Regions from separate parts of the Columba livia genome. Here region 2 is linked to region 1. The links are chromatin contacts, called in public Hi-C maps. All regions are on one chromosome and are shown on one strand. Each heading gives the region's core, a stretch centred on a gene start, on an enhancer-like site or on the middle of the called end of the contact. The rest is flanking DNA. Distances are from core to core; before and after follow the strand shown.

Region 1 (6,945 bases), core at 1,535-4,034:
GTCCTGTTGCTCTGCCCCGAGGCTCTGGGGTTGTGCAGCCTGTGAGACCTGGTACCCATGGGTGGCATCTACCCCCCGACAGGGAGGGACCCTCTAGCTGGGGTATCTGGTAGACAATCTTTAATAACGGCTTGAACTTATTTTATGGTCAAAATCTGAGGAAGCTTCGGGATCAAGTTTCTGCTTGTGAGTTTAGGAGCAGCCTATTTCCATTAGCAAGTTATAAATATATAAATTCTGATCACTCCTCTTCGTATCCCAGAAAGGAAACAAAATTAAATAATTGGCATCAGACTGAACACCTGTGGCATGTAAAAGACAATTATTCAAATAACTGTATTAACTTTGTGTAATTAGGATTCTTTTTCACTTACTTTGGAAATCCGCTTAAAGCAGTACTGCAGCTTATCAATCACTTACATGGTGGTCTTCAGGTGTGCTCTCGCACACACCAAAAATTCCAATAAGAAAAACTTCGTTACCCCTCAGTTCAAGAAGGACAGGGAACTGCTGGAGAGAGTCCAGCGTAGGGCAACAAAGATGATTAAGGGAGTGGAGCATCTCCCTCATGAAGAAAGGCTGAGGGAGCTGGGTCTCTTTAGTTTGGAGAAGAGGAGACTAAGGGGGGATCTTATTAGTGTCTATAAGTATATAAAATGTGAGTGCCATGAGGATGGAGCCAGGCTCTTCTTGGTGGCAAACAATGATAGGAGAAGGGGTAATGGGATCAAGCTGGAACACAAGAGGTTCCGCTTAAATTTGAGAAGAAACTTCTTCTCAGTGAGGGTGACAGAGCACTGGAACAGGCTGCCCAGGGAGGTTGTGGAGTCTCCTTCCCTGGAGACATTCCAAACCCATCTGGACATGTTTCTGTGTGACCTCATCTAGGCGTTCCTGCTCTGGCAGGGGGATTGGACTAGATGACCTTCTGAGGTCCCTTCCAATCCCAAACATACTGTGATACTGTGGCTATAGCAATGAAAATTTGAAATAACTTCACTGCAATCAATATAGATATTTATGGCTACCTAATAGGTAGAACTGTTCTGCATTTATCCTAGTTGTTTGATTTTTTTCCTAATCCAGTTACTTTTTATTTTGTCAAACCAGAAACGTTTTCTGAGGGTCCAGGTGATCCACCGGAGACATGAACAGCTGTTCAATGTGACCTCCAAGCTGGAGTAACATCACACACCAGAGGAGGCTGAGGACAGATCAGTCCCAGGCAGCTTAGCAGCAGAGAACACATGGGTGCTGCCAGACCACGTTGGATGGTCTGTGCCCCGGTGCTGGTGAAGGCCTGACACCTGCTGAGCTACAGGAGCAAGAGATTATTCCCTTCCTAGTGCTTGTGAGGCTGCACCTGGAGTACTACACCTAGATTTGGGCTCCACAGTCCATGGAAAAGGTAGCAAACTGGAGAGAGGCCACTGAGGAGCAGCTAGGGTGGTTTGGGGGCTGGAGCAGGTGATGTGTGAGGAGAGGCTGGGTTTGCTCAGCATCAGGAGGAGAAGGCTTTGGGGGAACCCCGCAGAGGTGGGGAGGAACATCAAGGAGATAGAGCCATGGTCTTCCCAGAAGTGTGTAGTAAAAAGTGCATGGCAAGTTGCAACAAGCAAAACTGACTGCATATAAAGAAAATATTCTTCATTATGGGAGTGTCTGAGAACTGGAACACACTGGCCAGAGATACTCTGGGATTTTCACCTTAGAGTTTTCTAAATTGTCACAGGAAAAGACAGTGAACTGCCAGGTCTAGCTTAAGGTAGTCCTGTTTTGAGCAGGACAACTGCAGTCTGTGACTTCCAAAAACCAGTTTCAATAATTTTTTGATCCTGTGAAACACTATGGTGCAATGTCTTCATACCAGGTACAGTTAGAACACTTTCAAAATTATAATAGAGTATGGAAACACTGATAAAAGCAAACCAGCTAGTTCATCCTCCTTTATACTGGCGTGTTATTTGATTTTGTGCTGTTGGTCTGAGCAATATTCTGCAGGAAAAAAGCACTACCGTTTCTATCTCATCCCAGCACAGTAACATACGATGAAGTTTTGTGCTGAGCATGCAAGATTTGGCAGTTAGGCCATTGCAAAGCAGGCTGAACAAAATGCATAGCTAGATACCGTGTCCGTTGGTTGTGTAGCATGTCCCATCTGTGCTTACATAGTCTAAAAACATATTATCTCCTCCCCCAAAGTACTGCCTTTGCTCTCACTGGTGTGTTACTATCAGATTGAGCAGCATTAACCAATGTTGGTAACAAGGAGAGCCCCACTCAAAACCCTGGTGACTTCATAGCAGTTAATTAGAGGGGCTAATGGCTGGTCTGTTACCATTTCCCAAAGTGCTTGTCCCCTTCAGATACGCGTTTCTTGGAAGTTACTGAGATAGTTGCTGCTGTCGGGTTCCAGGGTGAGCATCTGCAGGGTCAGGTAAAGCCTGGGCTGCCCCGCTGCCTCTTCCCATCTCTGTCTAGGTGGAGGCATCACCTTGGCGAACTCACCCCAGATTCATGCTGATCTCTGTATTGTATTTTTCTGGTTGGTTGGTTGGTTGGTTTTTGGTTTTGTTTTTCACATCATCATCATACATTTCTACAAGACCTTTTCACCATTTTTTTTTTCCTAATAAAGGCCACAACTCTATTGAAACTTGTTATTTGGTGCCACCTGGTGTCTAAATGACCAGCCTGAGGAAGGAACCGTGCTGGCGGAGAAACGGGCTCGTATTTTTGGGGTACAGCCAGAAATCATCCCCTGATCCTAAAAGCCAGAGCTACAGCTTTGCTGGGTCTTGCGAGTGGGGAAGTGCACACGAAACGAGAAATCTGAGTTTTCCTAAACGGCTTTCTGAGGTGGTGGTTCTTTTAGGGAGAAGCAGCCAATATTCACTGAAATTCCTCAAGACGGACGGCAGAGGGCATTGATGAATGCCTTAAGGCTTAAGCACCGGGATTTGCTTCCTAGCAAAAATCTGAATTTGACTGGTAGTGTAAATATACCCTTTACCTTTTTTTTTGGTGTTTTGTTTTGTTTTGTTTTTGTTTTTGTTTTTAATCATAATGAGCAGTATGCTTGTCATTAGTTCGTGCATGTCTTGTTTTCATATCGACGTATTTCCACAGGTGCCTCCTGTATGTTAATAAAGTCTTGCTGACAAACCAGGTTCACTCTGCCTGAGGTGATGGGAATGTATCAACCAGAAGAACACAAAAACATTAGGTGTATGGTTAAGCAAGCCTAAACTTCATGAAGAATGATGAAAAAGCTCAAAATTATTTTTCTGTCCTTACTGTTCAGTTATGGCAAAAAGAGTCAGCTGAGACATCCGTTTGATGGGAGTATTGCTTGTTTTACCAGACCCGGTGGAGTGCCCTTTTAAAGCTGTAAGATTGATCAAAAGAAAATGCTCAGCTACTCTAATACTTTATAGGCATGTTTCACTCTTGTACTGTTTAATTTCTGATAGGCAAGTTCAGGACTGGACTAATTTACTCCTGGCATGAAGCCTGGGATGTAACATGCCAAAGTGCAGTATATAATAACTACAATTGGACGGAGGAGCATAGGTCAGCACACGTTTCACACCCTTCCTTTTACTACTGGAGTCATGGGGTAAAAGCTACTCTTTTTGCCAACTTTGGTGAAGGTGTAAATGCACATGCACAGTGTAATGGCTTTAAATCTTGGATTCCTACTTGTATGCACCAGATGGATCTTGTATAAATGTTCCACTTTACAGCATGTTAGCATTTGCTAGTAGTTAGCTGGAGGTTATAACTGCCAGACTTTTCTGTGGCAGTTTCCAGGCTTTAAAAAAAAAGGCAAAAAAAGAAAACACAAACACAAACAAAATAATCGCCCACACAAGAGGGAATGTCAGGATAACAGATAAAAGTAATTTTAAGAATTACATGGACCTGTATTTGTTCTTGAACCATATTTCGCTTGTCCTGATTTAAACATTAGGTACATGAATTTTAGGATTTGTAAGGACAACTATCTCTGTTTGTCAATTATGATTTTAAAAGTCTTATAAATGTTAGTGTATTGTACACAAGATTATGCTTGTCTTAAGAAATGTATATGTAGCTGTATATGTGTGTGTATTTTTCTTAAAAGCAAGTCTGGAACCTAGAGAGGCCATCAAATTAATTTAATCATAATTTATTTTGTTTATATAGGCTAGAACTATTTTTCAACATATGCACTACCATATAAGAAATGCATTTATACTCTGTATTTGCTAAGTGCCTTTGTCTTTGCTAACTAGCAAAATAATTATTGAAGATTATATCTTTAAGACATGACAATGTGCATTTTAGTAGGTTATTAATTCTTGCCTCAAGTTCAAGGGTTCTCTAAGTAACTGAGGCATATATTAATGGTCTGTTAAAATATGCTTTAGAGTGTCTACTTTTGACGTTTCTCCCTTTCCTTTTCCTTTTCCTTTTCCTTTGAAATTAAACATGTAATTGCTGAAAAAAAAATCCATAGGAGGTTCCAAAAATGTGAAAGAAAAATTTGCCAGTTTTATGATGCACATGTTTAAAACTTACAATATTGACTGGGGAAATTGTTAAAAGCTGTCTTATTTCTCTTGTTTTCCTTTTATTGCCTTTTTCCCTCTGTTTTCCACAGCTCTCTTGTACCAGCAAGCACAATTTTGTCCTCATAAAAAGCACGTCAACACTTTAATTCCAACATTACCATTACAGGTTTATAATAAGAGGTACATGATGCTGCTCCAGTGGCTTACGGGAGGATTTCATCACAATCACATAGAGGGATGGGGGCTGCCTGTGGCACTGCTGTGAGCCCCATCAGGCATGAGGGACATCTCCATCCCTTGCTCTCTCTCCTGAGTGTGTCAGAAGTGGAAAGGCTTGGTATAATCCAGCTGCAACTCTGAACAGCTATTGCCTATGGAGGCACAGCAAGCAGCCTTGTTTGGGGCACCCCTGAAAGTCACTGTCTGCAGAGTTCCCCCTGCCTTGAGAGACAACAATTTTGATAGCGCTGAAGGTGTTAGATGTCACACTCCTGGGCTTCCACACCACGGAGAACGACACTTGGTACCTGTTTTATGTGCTGTGAATAGTCCCACTGAAACCGCTTGTTTCAATTTAGGCAAGTGCTCACACACTTTGGGGAATTAGGCTGGCAAGACCAGTTTCTGTCCTCTGGGCAGCGCCACTGAAGGCAAAGGGCTCTCAAGAGGAGATGTTTGTCAGTAGCGTTGTGGGGTTTTTTTCCTCTACAATGGCAAGCTCAAAGTCTTTTGCTGTGAGGGAAAATTTACAGTGTTTTTTTCCTTAAGTTCCTCCTATATGTGAAGAGGAAAGCACTCACGGCTGTGACCATAGCCAAATGCCACAGTATTTATTTCCTTTTTCTGCAAGATCTTGACAATGTTCCTGATTTAACACTGGATACAGTCTCACATGGTATTTATGGTTGATAATGTCTCATTTTTTTAAATGTAGTGATAAATGTCTGGAAATTTAATAGTAGCACTTCCCATCATAGAAATCACATTTGCAGAAAAAAATGAATTGTTACCAGTGGCTCTAATTGCCAGTTTGATTGTTAAACTTTGCCTTGGGTCAGTCTTTCACTCTGCCAGATGATTATTAAGTACAGATTAAGGGGCAGTTGCTAGCATTAACTTTGGACTCATAAGACATCTCTGTTCACAAATACTGTGTGTTTTATTTGAGCGAGCTTCAGCAGCAGAGCATTTTTCTCAAAACTTTAATTAGCGACCAACTTTCAGAGAGACTGAAGGCCATAATCGGATTATTTTGTTCCTGCTGGATGCAGAGAATACAGGCTTCTGCTTGTCATTGGGTCTGTCCCCGCTCCCTTTAATAGCTGAGGTTTTGTTGAACAGCCACGGTCCAGGGGCCATGTCCTTTTGTGCTCGCGTTCCCTCGTGCCCTCCACCGGCATCTCCATACTGGAATGCTCAGTGGAACATTTTAATCGTTGGAAGTATTCGCCTCTGAGCTCACCGTGCATTTTAGTTCTATGCTCTTGGCCAGGATTAATATATACCGAGAAGAGAGCTTTAAAAGGCCTTTGGATGTGGTTTGCTAAAAGCTTATTTACCATATGAATGGTAAAAAAATGAAACGTGCTCATCTTGCTGGGCTGCGTGCAGTTTCCAGGCATATTTTACTGATAAAAAAAAATCCTTCCTGCCTGTTGAATTTATGGCTGAGATAGCCAGATTACTAGAAACACTTACGTGTTTAATCTTTTCATGTTTTGAGCAGGAAAAGGTAGGGCAACAGAGTTGCCCAAGGAAAATGCAGTGGAATTGCTTTGTATTTTGTTGAGATTGTGAATTCTGTTATGGAAAATATAACAAAGAAGGAGCTTGAACAAAACAAGTGGCTGTGTGAAATTTCAAAATTTCCGTTGGGTGAAAACAAATCCTAACTTTATGTACGTTTCCCCAGAGAGATATAATGTGAAAGCTTACAGCTGGTTTTAGTTTCTTATTCCCTGATTAGGTTTAAATTAAAGGAAGGATGTCATATTGAATTATGAATAATTACTTATTTTATGTATTTTGGTTTATACATACCTTCTATCACAGTCTCACTGTGGCACTTGCAATAACATATTGAATACGTGCAAGCAAATAATATTAAAAGTAAACTGGCTGCAGCATAGTGGTTCTGACAGAAAAATATATACAGCTCTCAGGTGTCCCTCCCTAGTACCTTCACTGGGAAGGGAAAACTCTCTTGCTTAACCTAACCTTCCCCTGCAAGATGGGTTGTTTGCTGCAAGGGGAAGAGGGACTGTGTCTTTGGGACACCTCCATGGGACCCTCTGCTCCAGGGTGTCCTGCTGAGGGACCAGCAGCCTGCAGCATCTCCGCTGACCCAGGTCAGAGGGGACAAGCTCCCTGAGACAGTCAGTGTCACCCA
Region 2 (6,945 bases), core at 1,573-4,072, 86 kb before region 1:
CCTGAATTTATGTCATGGCACTTTTAGAGGTATGGTAGGATATGTAGCTTGTGCTTCTGGGAGCATTAACGAAATTTAGTCACATAGCTTTGCAGGCTCCTTCAGGAATGGAAATCAGTAAAGCATGTAGCTATTGTAGTTGAAAATTCTGTTTCAGTGTAGGTATAAGCTGTTAGGTATTGTGTGGTAGGGGTTTTGCTGCTGTCTGCTGAAGGAGGAAGTAACCAAACCAAACAAAAAAACAAACAAAAAACCCACAGTCTTAGCTGAACAAACTGTCCTTCTTGGGGGTTATCCGTTTACTTCTCTTCCAGAACACCTGTTTTGTAAGTTGACCACTATAATCTTATATTGATGTTGATGATGCGTAAAAATACCCTGTAAGGCTTCACAGGTAACAAATCCAGTATTAACATCAGATTTACTTAGTTGTATCTTAACAAAGCAATGCCTAGCTCTGTATTCTGTCTCCGTCTCCCTTAGATTTAGGCAATGATCACTCTGACTTGCAGGCATCAAGCAGTCGGTCTCAGCTGGGACCCTGGTGGTTGGTGTCAACTGTACACATGAGCAAACTATTTGAAAGTCTTTTGTGAAAAAAAAACCTCTAATCCATCTTCCTAGGAGGTTGATGCAGTTTACTGTGGTAGTCATAATAAGCTGATGATTTAAAGCAGCCCTGAATTCAGAATTAAAGTATGTAAACAGCGTGCTGTCTGCTGAATGACTGTCTCCTTAAAAGATAAGAAACAGGGCTTACAAGAAAAGGAAGCTGCAAATGACAACAGAGCTCCTAACTTCTTCCTGGGCTCTGCTCATGCTAGACCCTCTCAAAGAGTGAGGAAAAAATAGATGCATTATAAATCAGTTATCAGTAGATGATAATTTATATCACTATGAATCTCATACCACTTTAAACATTAAATAAAACTTAAAATACAATTAAAAATTGTGAACAGTTTTATATTAAGGGGGAAGAGGGATTCCACTTTTTAATGCCAATTACAATTTCCAGATAAATGCTAAATTGAGACTTTCAGCTTTATATTGATTCAGGGCTCTCAGCTTGGAACAGCTGACCCAAGGTTTTCAGGAGCTGGGATGTGATTGCAGCTGCCTGCTCAGAGAACTCTGCTGCTACATTTTTGGTCTGAGCACACAAGTACAGTGCTTTAAAATCCAGGGCGGGGACTTGTGTGCCTTTGGTAAGCGCAGGTGCTAGTTAGATAGTTGACCTGAGGAAGATAGTATCAGGACAGGGAGTTGATTCCAGCCATGATATCTCTTATTTTTCTCTGAAGCTTAGGTGCTGGTGTGATAGGGATGTTGGGAGTTCAGGATGACACAAGAAGCAGTTCTGTTGGCTCAAGATCTCAAGTTGCCCTCTTAAGTATCTATGTGATTGGGGCTCACCCTTAAATTGCTGTTCAGGTGCTCTCCTTGTTCACTTGTGTTTTGGCCTGATGGCTGGATTACTCTTCCAGGAGAAGCAGCCTCTAGTCTGGACTTTTTTCAGCCTGAGGACATATGACTGTGTCTGCAGCAGTGGTGGTGGGTAACAGGGAGGCTGTGGGGTCACCCAGTCCTTGGAGCATGCATCCACCATCACATTTGTGGAGCTAGGGGACACGAGTAAGAGCAAGCCAACAAATAGCATACAAAGCTGTAAGAGCAGAAACTTCCTCAAGCCAAGGAGTGTTCCAGCCCGGATGTCTAGCTTGTGGTGCAGAAGGGTCACCTGTAAAATGTTGCTCGCTTGCTGTGGCTGATGCACAGCTTTGTGATGGAGGGACAGTGGTCTTGGTGTGGCACAGTCTCCATCAGTGCTGTTCCCTCCCAGGGGTGGAGAGGGAGTAGGACTAAATCGCATCTTAAGTATGCAGGCTAACAGAAGAAACTGTTTCTCCATCAGATCACTACTTTATTTTTCAAAAGGTTTGTTCTTGCTCTAGTGTTGAGTCAGTCCATGGTTTTGCTTAGTATTACCGGTGCTGATTTGGGGATGGGAGGTTTTTATTCATGGACTGACCTGAAGGTGTTTCTTCCTTTCACCTAGCCCTTCAGAGCTGTGCTCACCTGCTCCTTCTTGCCATGGATAGTAAATCTTCACAGGGCTCAGGAAAAGTGATGTGAAGTCTCTAGAGGCAAGGATGCTACCTTCACATTCCCGTGTATCTGCTGCAATGTGCCATCTTCTCAGCTCTGCCAATAAGAATAAATTTTTTTTGAGTTTGTTTACTTAATTTGGTTCACAGCATATGAGCACAGCTGCTCACTGTGCTACTGTATGTGGGCAGGACAGCACCTAGGGCTGGCAGCTGGAGGTTGAAATGTATGTTAGTCCTCTTTATCACAGACCCATCTGTATTTTGAATCCGCCCATGCCAGTTTTCAACAGAGTGCAGCTTTTCCTGGACACCCACATCTACTTGACCCTATCTTCTAAAACTGAAGCACGAATCTGGAAATTCAGGCTTTTTATTTTCTTTTGCTGGTGCCCAAAATTTACAGGGAAACTAGTGCCGTAAAATCCAGCTTCAAACACAAGGAAAATGCGTTTATGATTTCCTGGTATTTGGGTTGCCCACCACTGGATGTCAGTGCTGCTCCACTGAAGAAAGGCTCGTCTTGCTTCCTTCCCTGTGGATGCAAGGAAACGAGAGTTCCGTCGCTCAAATACTTGAGCAACATTTGCATTTCTTGGAAAAAATAAAACTGCTGCAGAGGTTAAAATATTTCTTAGGTTTTTTGCATCTAAAAACCTACCATGTTTCAAACCTCTAGTTCTAAATGCAGGATGAGAGACAAGATTGTGCATTGGAGGTACTGCAGTCTGTTGCAGCTTTATGGGCTTGATGACTCAGTCTGTGGACTGTCCAATAAGTGAAATAAAGCCTCTGGAAAATCTAAAAGTATGATCTTACTAGGAGTATAAATGTAATGCTTTTATGGCTTGCAAATGGCACATTTAGCAACACATAATTTTTCAAGTTTAAAAAGTAAAATGTGATGACAGATTTCAGGAGATTAAGCTGGATAGGTAGCAAAAAGCCTGTCTAGACCTCTGGGTTTATATTTTTAAAATGTATTAAATACAGATCAAAAAATGCTTATAAATTGCTCACAGATGTGTTGTTCAATTCAGGCTCTTATAATAGCTTTGGCTTTTAAAAATTGTGTTAAATTACTTACTGTGTTTCATTTTTAGGCTCTTCACCATTTTCTTCCTAAATATGACTTACCTGTACTGCAGGAAGTGGGAGAAATAAGCGACCAAAATATTTTTAGGGGTTTTGCAGTGTTTGCTTTGTTTCGTTTGTCCTTGAAGGCAGTCTGGAATGTTGTAGCTGTCTGTCTTTTTAATTGGAGAGCAAAAAAGTTTCCTAGGCAAACTGCCGAAGTTACGGATCAGCGGCACAGCGCAGCCTGTGTCAGAAACTGAGGCAAAAGGTGCTAGTAATTTCCACTGCCTTTTTTACTTGAAGCTCTTGAATGGCATTCAGCTGGCACGCCAATTTTGAATGTTTAACACCTCATTTTCCTCGATTTTAACGCAACTATCACCAGAATTAATCCGTGTGAATGCATGTGTAAAGCAACACAGTTCTGTTATTAATCTTAATGCACATCCATTTTAGCATATCCATTTTATCTCTGCAATGGCTAAATAAGTTGTCGACAGCTTAAAAGCTTATGCTACAAATGGAGTTATTGCAACCTGTAATCAGCTGAAGTCTTTTGAGAGGGATCTGTAGAAGGAAGGCATCGGCCTGAGCTGTGCACTTTGAACAGTCGGTCTAGCACTTGTGTATTCGTAGCTTATAAATATTATTAGCTGCAGCTACTTCGGGCATGAAAATAATCAAGCTGGAGGATTTTAGTCAGTAAACCGTACTCATAGAGATCGTGCTGTTTCAGAGGTTACTTACTATGCCTAAGAGAAGACATGCCTTATTAGATCAGACTTAGTTACAGGCTGCTTTGATTCTGTAATTTGCTTTTCCCACAGGACTAAAATTAATACTATGCTTCTACCATTTTATTTCTTTTTTTCTGGTGGGTGAGAAATATATATTGATACTGTTCCCTGAAAATAAGTGAAATACGTCCTTCCTCACCAAAGTAATACTCTTTAAATACCTGTTAGATCTGTTATGAGAATTCTTTCCATGTTTAACTCAATTTAGTTTCAGAAACTCTGGTGATTTCTGATTATTAAGGAAGTTTCTTTTCAAACACAGGAATGCTTCTGTGCATTTGAGCCTTTTATTTTATATAGAGGAATATAACTGTGGAAGTTTGTTTGTCCCCAAGTTTAAAAGTTTATATTTGTCAAGCACAATTTCTTAATACGTGATAGTTGTCTTTGAAAAGTCACATTCTCTCTAGTAGAGACTTTACTTGCCAAAAAATGAAAAAGGGAAGACTTTTGCCTGTTTATATTAAAAGTGCTGTGTCTCTGGGTTTGGTGATAGGAATTGCATTATTATAGTTGGAAAAGGGGCTAGTGGTATGGTAGGGAGACTTCCAGGAAATACCTGAACTGGTTGTAATTAGAGAGACTGTGAACAGTCTCATTTAGGGATGCTGTTGGGGAATGGACTTTACAGTTGCAAATGAAATGCATTGTTGATAAATGTGATGAATAAATATTGGTAAATGTGGACTGGATTACTCATATTGCTTGTTTCTAAATCATCTGTAATCCCTCAGGAAAAAAGACCCAAGTCCACGTCTGCAGTGAAATTGAAACGCAAAATGTTTTAAATGGATACAGGAGTGCTTTTCGTGCCATGCCAAGATGAAACCCTGAATGGGTTTGGTGACTTTTTTTTTTAGCTACGTTAGCGTGTTACACCTGGAAGTTTAACCTTGAATAATAAATAGTAAAGATCACATCTTGTTTGCCATGGGATTACGTTTTCCCCATGAGTAGCTATGCTTTTCTGTCAGTTTTTGCAAATGGAGACAATTTTATGCAAAGCAGCTGGCATGGGCATTTCACATGGTGCTGCTGTACTTCTAGCAAATTATTATGTTTAAATATATTTTGTTGTCAAAGGGCAGAAATTAACAAACGTTGCCTTGTCACAACTGTGTTTTAAAGTTTGCTAATTACGCAGTTTCTGTATGTGGACTGTGTAAGCCAACAGAAACACTTCACAGACAGCCCTTCTACGGGGTAAATCTGATTTAAAGAGGCTTAAGAAAAAAAAAAAATAACTGTAGTAGATTAGCCAAATGCACAGTCCATCCCATACCATGATATCTGATGGTTTGGAGAGGACCCTCATCTTGGCAGATGCTGTTTGGGGCTCTTCTTCCCCAGTTCTCTACTGGCCATACAAACAGCAGGGTGGTAGTGGCAGGGATGTCTCTCAGTGGGGTCTGTGCGATGCAGTCTGCCTGTGTGGGAAAAAGTTTCTGTCTCTTGAGGCAGGAGTCGTCAGTCACCAGCTTCATGCTCTCTCTTTCAGGATGAGAAGGGGCTCACTGTCTGCAAGCGAGCTGCTCTTTGGGCCCCATACCTCAGGGATGCACTGAAGCTCTATACTACACTTTATATCCTGTTTCTCTTTAATCTGAACAATAGCCACCAGTGAACATTTCATTTGCGCAAAGATATTGTTAAGCAGTTCCGTAAATCATAATGTGAAAACTAATAAAATCAAATCTTTTTACAGATGCAAATACTGGCATTATGATGAAAACCTGCTCACCTCCAGTGTTGTCATTGTCTTCCATAATGAAGGATGGTCCACGCTCATGAGGACAGTCCACAGTGTCATTAAGAGAACACCGAGGAAATACTTGGCAGAAATTGTGCTGATTGATGATTTTAGCAACAAAGGTATATTTGGAATATTAACGCACTACTTGTAGAAAAGGAAACTTCATTTGTTTTAAAAACAGTTGACTCTGCAAGAAAAGTAAGTTGCTTCTTCACAGTCCTTTAGTTTTCAGTGAATGGAAAGCTCTTTTCCAATTAATTGCTTTCGTAAAGGAGGCAATCCTTATGTGTATTCAGCTGTTTGGAATAACAGGATTTGTGATCAGCTCTTGTCCGCACTTATGGAGTAGTATATAGTAGAAAGCAGGGATGGCTCCTATCTCTCTTAGCTCTTGTGTAAATGAGTATTTTTAAGAGAAAGGAGTTTGAGTTAAGCCTTTTAGGAATAATTTTTCTTTATTCTTTATAGGAATCCACATTCCTTTCTTTTTTATTTTTTCCCACTATAATAAAATATATATCTAAGGCTATGGAATTATTCTGATTAATTTTCAATCTCTTTTTCATTTCCAATATTCTTTTTTAATTAAATGTCACTTGAAGGTGTTCATTGTTTCTTAGTGGTGGGAGAATTTAAGTGTGTTCTAATTTCTGCCTGTCTTTGAGTCCTGCATATCAACATTTTCAGAAGTCCAGAGTTTTTCCTCTTCCTTTGTAATATACATTTGCATCCTGATTTATAATCAGGATGTGTGTACTTAGGTGTGATTTTTAGAAACATACACCGACTTTTTCCCTTTAATGGTGGTGTCTTCCATGTTAGTGCAAATCAAGGCTGAATACAGAGAAGAACTGAAAGTGGTATGCCAGAGATACAATATGACTGATATAGAGGAAATCCGTCTTGTTTTAAACTTTAAACAAATTTCAAAATAATGCATCAAAGCTGCAAGTTCTGCGATATTTTATTGCAGTATAGTTTTTGAATAGAAGTTGACAGAGAAAAACAGTAGACACATAAATAGAAACATAACTTTGAGCGTGCAGGATGACAGTCTCTTCTAGATGGCGACAATGGTGGCTTTTAGGAGCCTGGGCAAGTTTGAACTAGTCAGTAGTCAGCAGCATAGGATACATTCACTTTACCCTCCTCATGTTTTTATAATAGCTGAGTTGGGTAGTGGCATGGAAAGCAGATGACTCTGTTCTGAAAC

The links. A called contact is a pair of places that touch in the nucleus more often than the background predicts.
Region 2: a contact with region 1 is called in a Hi-C map of crop, with 5 times the contacts expected there. The contact joins two enhancer-like sites. A contact is called at or near these places in 2 of 2 Hi-C or Micro-C datasets (crop and liver).

Annotation. Positions count from the first base shown.
Region 1 is chr4:38,908,795-38,915,739 of bColLiv1.pat.W.v2, reverse strand. No RefSeq gene overlaps it. Among named protein-coding and RNA genes, the nearest start is that of SCRG1, 16 kb to the left of the region's middle. Within about 2 kb of position 2,784, at least 2 of the 3 cell types and tissues checked have an H3K27ac peak away from gene starts, as active enhancers do.
Region 2 is chr4:38,995,203-39,002,147 of bColLiv1.pat.W.v2, reverse strand. GALNT7 (polypeptide N-acetylgalactosaminyltransferase 7) reads left to right here. Exons shown (of 13, transcript XM_065061333.1): 4 at 5,685-5,851. Among named protein-coding and RNA genes, the nearest start is that of HMGB2, 38 kb to the right of the region's middle. Within about 2 kb of position 2,822, at least 1 of the 3 cell types and tissues checked has an H3K27ac peak away from gene starts, as active enhancers do.